Regions from separate parts of the Canis lupus genome. Here region 2 is linked to region 1. Evidence: chromatin contacts called from public Hi-C data. All regions are on one chromosome and are shown on one strand. Each heading gives the region's core, a stretch centred on a gene start, on an enhancer-like site or on the middle of the called end of the contact. The rest is flanking DNA. Distances are from core to core; before and after follow the strand shown.

The links. Hi-C and Micro-C count contacts between places; a contact is called where the count stands out from the background.
Region 2: a Hi-C map of blood shows a contact between it and region 1, with 2.0 times the contacts expected there. The contact joins the promoter of RPS27 here to the promoter of ATP8B2 in region 1. A contact is called at or near these places in 2 of 9 Hi-C or Micro-C datasets (both in blood).

The regions. Positions count from the first base shown.
Region 1 is chr7:42,945,144-42,948,303 of UU_Cfam_GSD_1.0, reverse strand. It overlaps ATP8B2 (phospholipid-transporting ATPase ID), which reads left to right and starts at 1,745. Exons shown (of 28, transcript XM_038543231.1): 1 at 1,745-1,803. It overlaps AQP10 (aquaporin-10), which reads left to right. Exons shown (of 4, transcript XM_038543234.1): 4 at 272-715. The coding sequence ends at 461. The region is part of intron 2 of LOC102151891 (a long non-coding RNA gene); the gene reads right to left.
Region 2 is chr7:43,135,503-43,138,662 of UU_Cfam_GSD_1.0, reverse strand. RPS27 (ribosomal protein S27) reads left to right here and starts at 1,448. Exons shown (of 4, transcript NM_001252286.1): 1 at 1,448-1,486; 2 at 1,765-1,873; 3 at 2,041-2,151; 4 at 2,556-2,641. The coding sequence starts at 1,481. The coding sequence ends at 2,584. NUP210L (nuclear pore membrane glycoprotein 210-like) reads right to left here. Exons shown (of 39, transcript XM_038543273.1): 39 at 2,904-3,118. The coding sequence ends at 3,015.

The sequences.
Region 1 (3,160 bases), core at 496-2,995:
CCTACTCCCTTCCCATACAAACTGTAGAGATGGTGTTCTTGGGCATATCATATGACCTCCTTGGGCAGTAGCGACCTCATCAGCAAAATGGATATATTCAGATAATTCCCTAAGGCAAGAGGCTGGACCAGGCTCTCCTGGGGTCTCTTAAGTGCCATGCTGTTGAAGCTCCCCAGGAACTGCTTTCAAGAGTGCACTAGGTACTGCCCCCAGTCTGCCATGAAGGCTAGGGGAGCCAGCCCTGAGGTCATCTTGTGTCCTTCTCTTGTAGTGCTGGTAATGGCTGGTGGTGGGTGCCTGTAGTGGCCCCTCTGGTAGGGGCTACTCTTGGCACAGCCACATATCAGCTGCTGGTGGCTCTCCACCATTCTGAAGAGTCAGAGCCGGCTCAGGATCTAGAGTTTGCCCAACATAAAGCTTCAGACTTGGAAATTCCTGCCTCCGCTCAGTGTAAGCTATGATTCTGACATTGCAGCCCTCATCTCCCTTGTGGACACTGGAGAGGGCCAGAGACCCAGGGCTGGTGACAAGACATTCTCTGTACCAGTTCGCTCTTCAAGCCATCCTTTCCCCTGAACTGGGCAGGATACTTGGACGGGGCGGTAACCCCGCGCCAGGCCCCTCCCGCTGGCCCTCCTTGCTCCCCCCCCCCCCCCCCAGCAGGTCTTGGGACAATGATGGCTTCCGCGGACGAAGAGCCTCCCAGTGGCCGCCAAAGGGTGCACCCTGGAGGGGCCCGGGGTGGGGTGGGGGGCGGGCAGCCTCGGTGAGGGGGGCTCCTAGCCCCAAGACCTCTGCGCAGCCTCGCGGGGCAGCTCCCCAGGTGGCGAGGAGACGACCGGGAGCGCAGGGGGAGAACTGAGGCACAGCCCGGTGCCCAGACGCTCCAGCCATCCCTCCCGGAGAGGGGTGCGGTGCGCCCAGGAGTAAGGCCCTGACTCTGGGGCCGCGGGGGGGGGGGGGGGGGGGGGCGGGGGGGGCGGGGGAGGCTCGCTCTCACGCCCCTACCTGGCCGCCCTCCCGGGACCCTTTCCAGTGAATAAGAGCGCCAGGGCTCCCTTTGGGGTGCCCGGCTGGCTCAGTCGGAGGACTTGCCAGTTGATCTCGGAGGCCGTGAGTTGGAGCCCCATGTTGGGTGTGCAGATTACTTAAGTAAATGAACTTAAAAAAAAAAAACAAAAAACAAAAAACGTCTGGGCTCGTTACTCTCTGGCCGACTGGAGACGTGCGGTGAGGTGGAGGGGCCCCTGGGTGGAGGTGCCCCTGGATGAAGGGGCCGTGGGATGGAGGGGCCCCTGGGTGGAGGGGCGGTGGGATGGAGGGGCCCCTGGGTGGAGGGGCGGTGGGATGGAGGGGCCCCTGGGTGGAGGGGCCGTGGGATGGAGGGGCCCCTGGGTGGAGCGCCGTGGGATGGAGGGGCCCCTGGGTGCAGGGGCCGCGGGATGGAGGGGTCCCGGGGTGGAGGTGCTCCGGGATGGAGGTGCCGCGGGAGGGGCGGGGGCCACGGCTCGGAAGGGTTAAGACCCCCAATCCCCCGCCCCGCACAAAGATGGCGGCTCCCTCCTTCCCTCCCCCTCTCCTCCTCCCCAAAGCCCCCGCCCGCCCCCCGCCTCTGCCGCCGACTCCGTCACTTCCGCCCCGCTGCGGCCGAAACTGACACAAAGTAGCGGGCCGAGCCCCGGGGGAGCGGGGCTGCAGCTGGGGGCGGGAGCCCGGGGGAGCCGAGCCGAGCGCCCCCCGCCGCAGCCCCCGGCATGGGCTGGACGGGGCGGCCGGGGCGGGCGCCCGGCGCCGCGCGCTGAGGTGAGGCAGGGGGGCTGAAGGGAGGGGGCGGCGCGGCGGGGAGTGCCGCCCGACACTTGTAGGGTGAGGGATGCGTCTCTGGAGGGGGCCCCAGGAGGAGTCTGACCCTGACCACGGAAGGGGTACGGGATCCCATTTCCTGCCGTCCCCTTGACCTGCCAACCTTCTCTGGGAGAAGGGGTCCGTCTTCCCGGCTTAGGCTTCGGGCTGGAAGGGAGTGGGGGCCCGGCCAGAGGAGGAGCACTGCCTTCCTCCCAGAGCCGGCTATTTTTATTCTAAATGTGGCTGCAGAGGGGGCTGGGGCCGGGTGATGGGCAGGGCAACGTGGCTGGTGTGCCTAGTGTTAAAGAAACCCAGGCTGTAGGAGCCTGGGGAGAAGCGAGTGCCGTCCCCCATGTCTCCCACTCTTGCTCCCTCCCCACCAGAGCCCCAGAGGGGATGAGTTCTGGGAGCAAGTCAGCTTTCATTCTCCTCAGGGCCTTAGAAGTAAAACAACTTTCCTGATCTGTGTCCAGACTCGGGAATCCTAAGAGTGTGTGTGGTCCCTTCATTAATTCTTTCGTAGGACTCAAGCCCAGATCTTCAGGCTGGTGGTGTTTCTTGATGGACTCTCTTTTGGAGGGTGGGGCTGGCTATGGAACTTGTGGTGCCCACCCTCCCATCTTCTCCTTTAGCCTCTTCCTCCACACCCCACCCTGCTGTGACTCATGCTCTAGACTGGGTGGAGACCCTGGCCAGGGCCCCTGGAGGAGGGCTTGGCATCTCCCAAACATGGATGAAGTTTTTTCCTCCTGAGCCAGGCACCCTTGGCAAGATCAGTGTTGGGAAGGGTCGGGGAGGAAGAGGACTTCTGGCTTTCTGCCTGACCTGGGGTTCAGAAAGGGAGTCTGAGTTAGTAAAGGGATGGCTGGTGTGGGTGACAGGCTGTGGCCAGAGTCTGTAATTATAGAGGTTGGTCAGACAGGCAATCAGTATCTTTTTGGGCTGACAGGCTGGCAGGCTGTGCCTCGGAGGCCCTGGACAAGGGAACAGATGAGGGGGAAGGCTTTTCACCCAGACAGAGAAAGAGGAGGTGACAAGAGGACCCAGGGCCTGGCTGGCAATAGGGATGAGGCTCTGACCCTGTCTCCTAGGCCAGACCTTTTACCTTTTTAGGTGAAAGGGACATGGTAAGATGGAAGGAAAAACAAAGACCTGTGTGATGCTCCCTGAGCCTGTATCTACTGCCATCCTGGCGGGGCTGGGCTTGTGGGGAGGGAGAGAGAGGGTGACTCCCCAGCACAGTGGGCAAGGCCCCTCTGCTGACCCAGGAAGTGAGAGGAAGTGGTTTGGGGACCTGTTCAGGAAATGAAGCCCA
Region 2 (3,160 bases), core at 199-2,698, 190 kb before region 1:
AGGCTCCCCGCTGAGCAGGGATCCCGAAAAGGAGCTCGACCCCAGGACCCCAGGGATCATGACCTGAGCCGAAAGGGAGATATTTAACCGACTGAGCCACTCAGGGACCCATGGTTTCATTCTTTGGATGAGGTATGGATCTTTAACATAGCCCCGAGGCCGCCCTCTTGGGACCACATGAAAGGTTTGTGAAAAGGCAAGGAAAAAGCTTAAGTGGAAAACATGGCTATAAAGAAACAAGTTTATCTTTGCTTTTTGGGAAAAAAAAAAAAAAACTGTTCAAACTATTTGCTTTTCTAACAGTGGGTCAGAATTGTCCTCATGTAGAGCGTACTGGTACTACACTTCCCTCATCTGGTCACGTTCGCGCCGGCGCTTGCCCCTTCTCAGACACCACCACTGAACCCACTTTGTCCATTCTCTCACCTCCCACCATGTCTTCAAGCTGTATCACAAATCTTGAGTTTTCGCTATTTCTCCTCACTAGCCAAAGTGTCCTTTATTCTTCAACTTTCATTAATTCTGACAATAACCCAGCAATTCTTCTTTTTTTTTTTTTCCATTTTGCTTGGAACTGGACTCCATCCCCAGAGTGTGGTGCGTGTGGTGCCCACCCCTCCAAACGGTACCGATGCTGGGGTACAATAGCTGTTCCTGAACCCGGCCCCGGACGCTCTGCCTTTCACTCGGAGCTCCGGCAACTATGCCTCCCCTCCGTCTGGCCCTGGGTTTTGTCCGTCAACCCACACAGTGCTTCTGTCCAGACTCCGGCCCCTCAGAGATCCCTCTTCCCAGTGCCGCTGTCACTCTGGAAGTTCGACTCTGGCCGCGGGGCGGGTGTTTGCACCCGACACTCCACGCCCCTGACCCGAGTTCACACGCCTCTGCTTGCATTCCCAGACGCCGTCGAGAAGTCTTCGGTCCTCTGGTGACAAAGGGACCTTCTAGACGCTGGGCCCGACTGTACAAGACGTGGCTCCGGTCCCGGTTTGCTTTCTCCTCGCCCTTTCCAAGTGTGTCGGTGCGGATGTACAATGTCCGGCCGCCACAGCCGCCCAGGGCGAGCACTACGCCAGCGTCTGATGTCATCGTCACTTAGAGGAAAACCACTGGATAAAACAAAACAGCCGCTGACCTCGCAGCAAGCTGGGGAAGCGGGGAAATAGGCGGGCCTTCTTTTCCCGTGTTTACACTTCGGGGTGCTGACTGGGCAAAGTAAACCCACGGAAAAACAGCAAAGGAAGCGGAGAGGTCCCAGGCAGGGCGGGGCGCGCCTGTTCGTCAGCGTACCCTACGGACGCGCTCCCACGGTCGCGGCGCAGCAGCCCGTCCAAAGGCGCTGGTTTCTGCCACAGGCGGCGCGCGGACTTCGGCATGGCGGCCGAACGCGCGCGCGCGTCACTTCCGGCGGACGGCGGATATAAGCGGCAGGATTTCCGCTTTCGCTCCTTTCCGGCGGTGACGACCTCCCCACGAGAACATGCCCGTGAGTTCCTCCGCCCGGGTCTCGGCGGAGCCCTCGCTTCCCGCGCGCGCGCGTGCTCCTCCGCCGGGTGCGGGCCGTGGGGGCCGGCCGCGGACCGCGGGCGGCCGGGGGCGGGCGGCGGGCGGCCCGGGGCGGGGATAAGATGGCGGCCCCGCTGCGGACGCCGAGCGGTGCGGGCTGTTGCTGCCGCTGCTATTGCTTCTTGCTCCTGTTCCTCCTCCTCCCCACTCTACTGCCCCGGGCCGTTGCTGCTCTGACCACACCTTGTGCCCCCGTAGCTTGCGAAGGATCTCCTGCACCCGTCCCCGGAAGAGGAGAAGAGGAAGCACAAGAAGAAGCGCCTGGTGCAGAGCCCCAACTCCTACTTCATGGACGTTAAGTGCCCGGGTGAGGGGCGCCGCCAGGGGGGAACGACGCGGGAGGGGGGGGGAGGGGGAGGGGAGGGTCCCGGGGCGGGGGTGAGGAGAGCGGCGGGTTCCCAGCGGGCTCCAGCGAGGAGGGCCTGAAAAGGCCTGAAAGGTCCTCACTCCCCGCTTCCTGACGTCTCTTCCCAGGATGCTACAAAATCACCACCGTCTTCAGCCACGCACAGACGGTAGTTCTGTGTGTCGGCTGTTCTACTGTCCTCTGCCAGCCCACGGGAGGAAAAGCAAGGCTTACAGAAGGTGAGCTGCTGAGCGAACGTCGTCGTTGGGGCTTGAATCTTGGAGCGGGGGGGGGGGGGGTGTCGTGTGTCCTCAGACCGCCTCGTGCAGGCTGTTGGATTGTAAAGTCCGCCGGCCACCCTCCCGCAAGAGGATTGCCAGAAACCACACATTCCTTAGATCCAAAACAAACCTAAAGCTGTACCTGGGTAATGATGAAAGGGGCTTCATATGAGGGAGCGCGAGGGCTATAAACGGCTGAAGTGGTAGCTATAAGTTTTTTTTTTTTTTTTTTTGGTAGCTATAAGTTTTGAGGAAAGTAAAGATGTAGTTTTCCTGTGGATGGATTAGCAGCCACGCTCGTTTCTTGGGGGGTGGCAGGATAAGTAGGCTGCTATCAATCTCTGAACCGTTTTTTCTTCCAGGATGCTCCTTCAGGCGGAAGCAGCACTAAAAGCTCCCTGAATCAAGATGAGTGGGACACTATCCCAATAAACAGATTTTGGATACATCCTGTTTATTGTCTTTGTTTTACTGCTAGGAAGTTCCTACTCAAGTACTCAGGGGCACCCAGAAGAGTGGACTGCTAGTCATTTGGGGCAAGTAAGTGGCCAAGTACTTAAATCCATATGGAACATTGCTATCCAGCTAGGCTCACTGACTAAATCTTTGGAACTTGATAGAAACATAGGATGCTATATAAATGGGATATTTTCTTTAACTCTTACGTTTCCATTTTTTAGCCGCTAGTTGAAAACAGTCTACCACACCACTTTAGTGCCGAACACCTTAGGATCGATCCTTTATTTACAGTTTTTGGAAACCTAGTTTGGGGGCTTATAGCTCCAGTTCTTTACAGCTGAAGGGATTTGTCCAAGTGGAGTTTAGTGCCTTACACTCCACAGCCAGTGTTGTAGCCGACTCTGAGCTGGTGGGGGTTGGGGACTCAGGAAAGGCGGAGGAGAACGTGTGGTGGGGGCATAAGAACCTAGGAGTAAAAATGAGAGACAGATGAAGTGTGAATGAAATG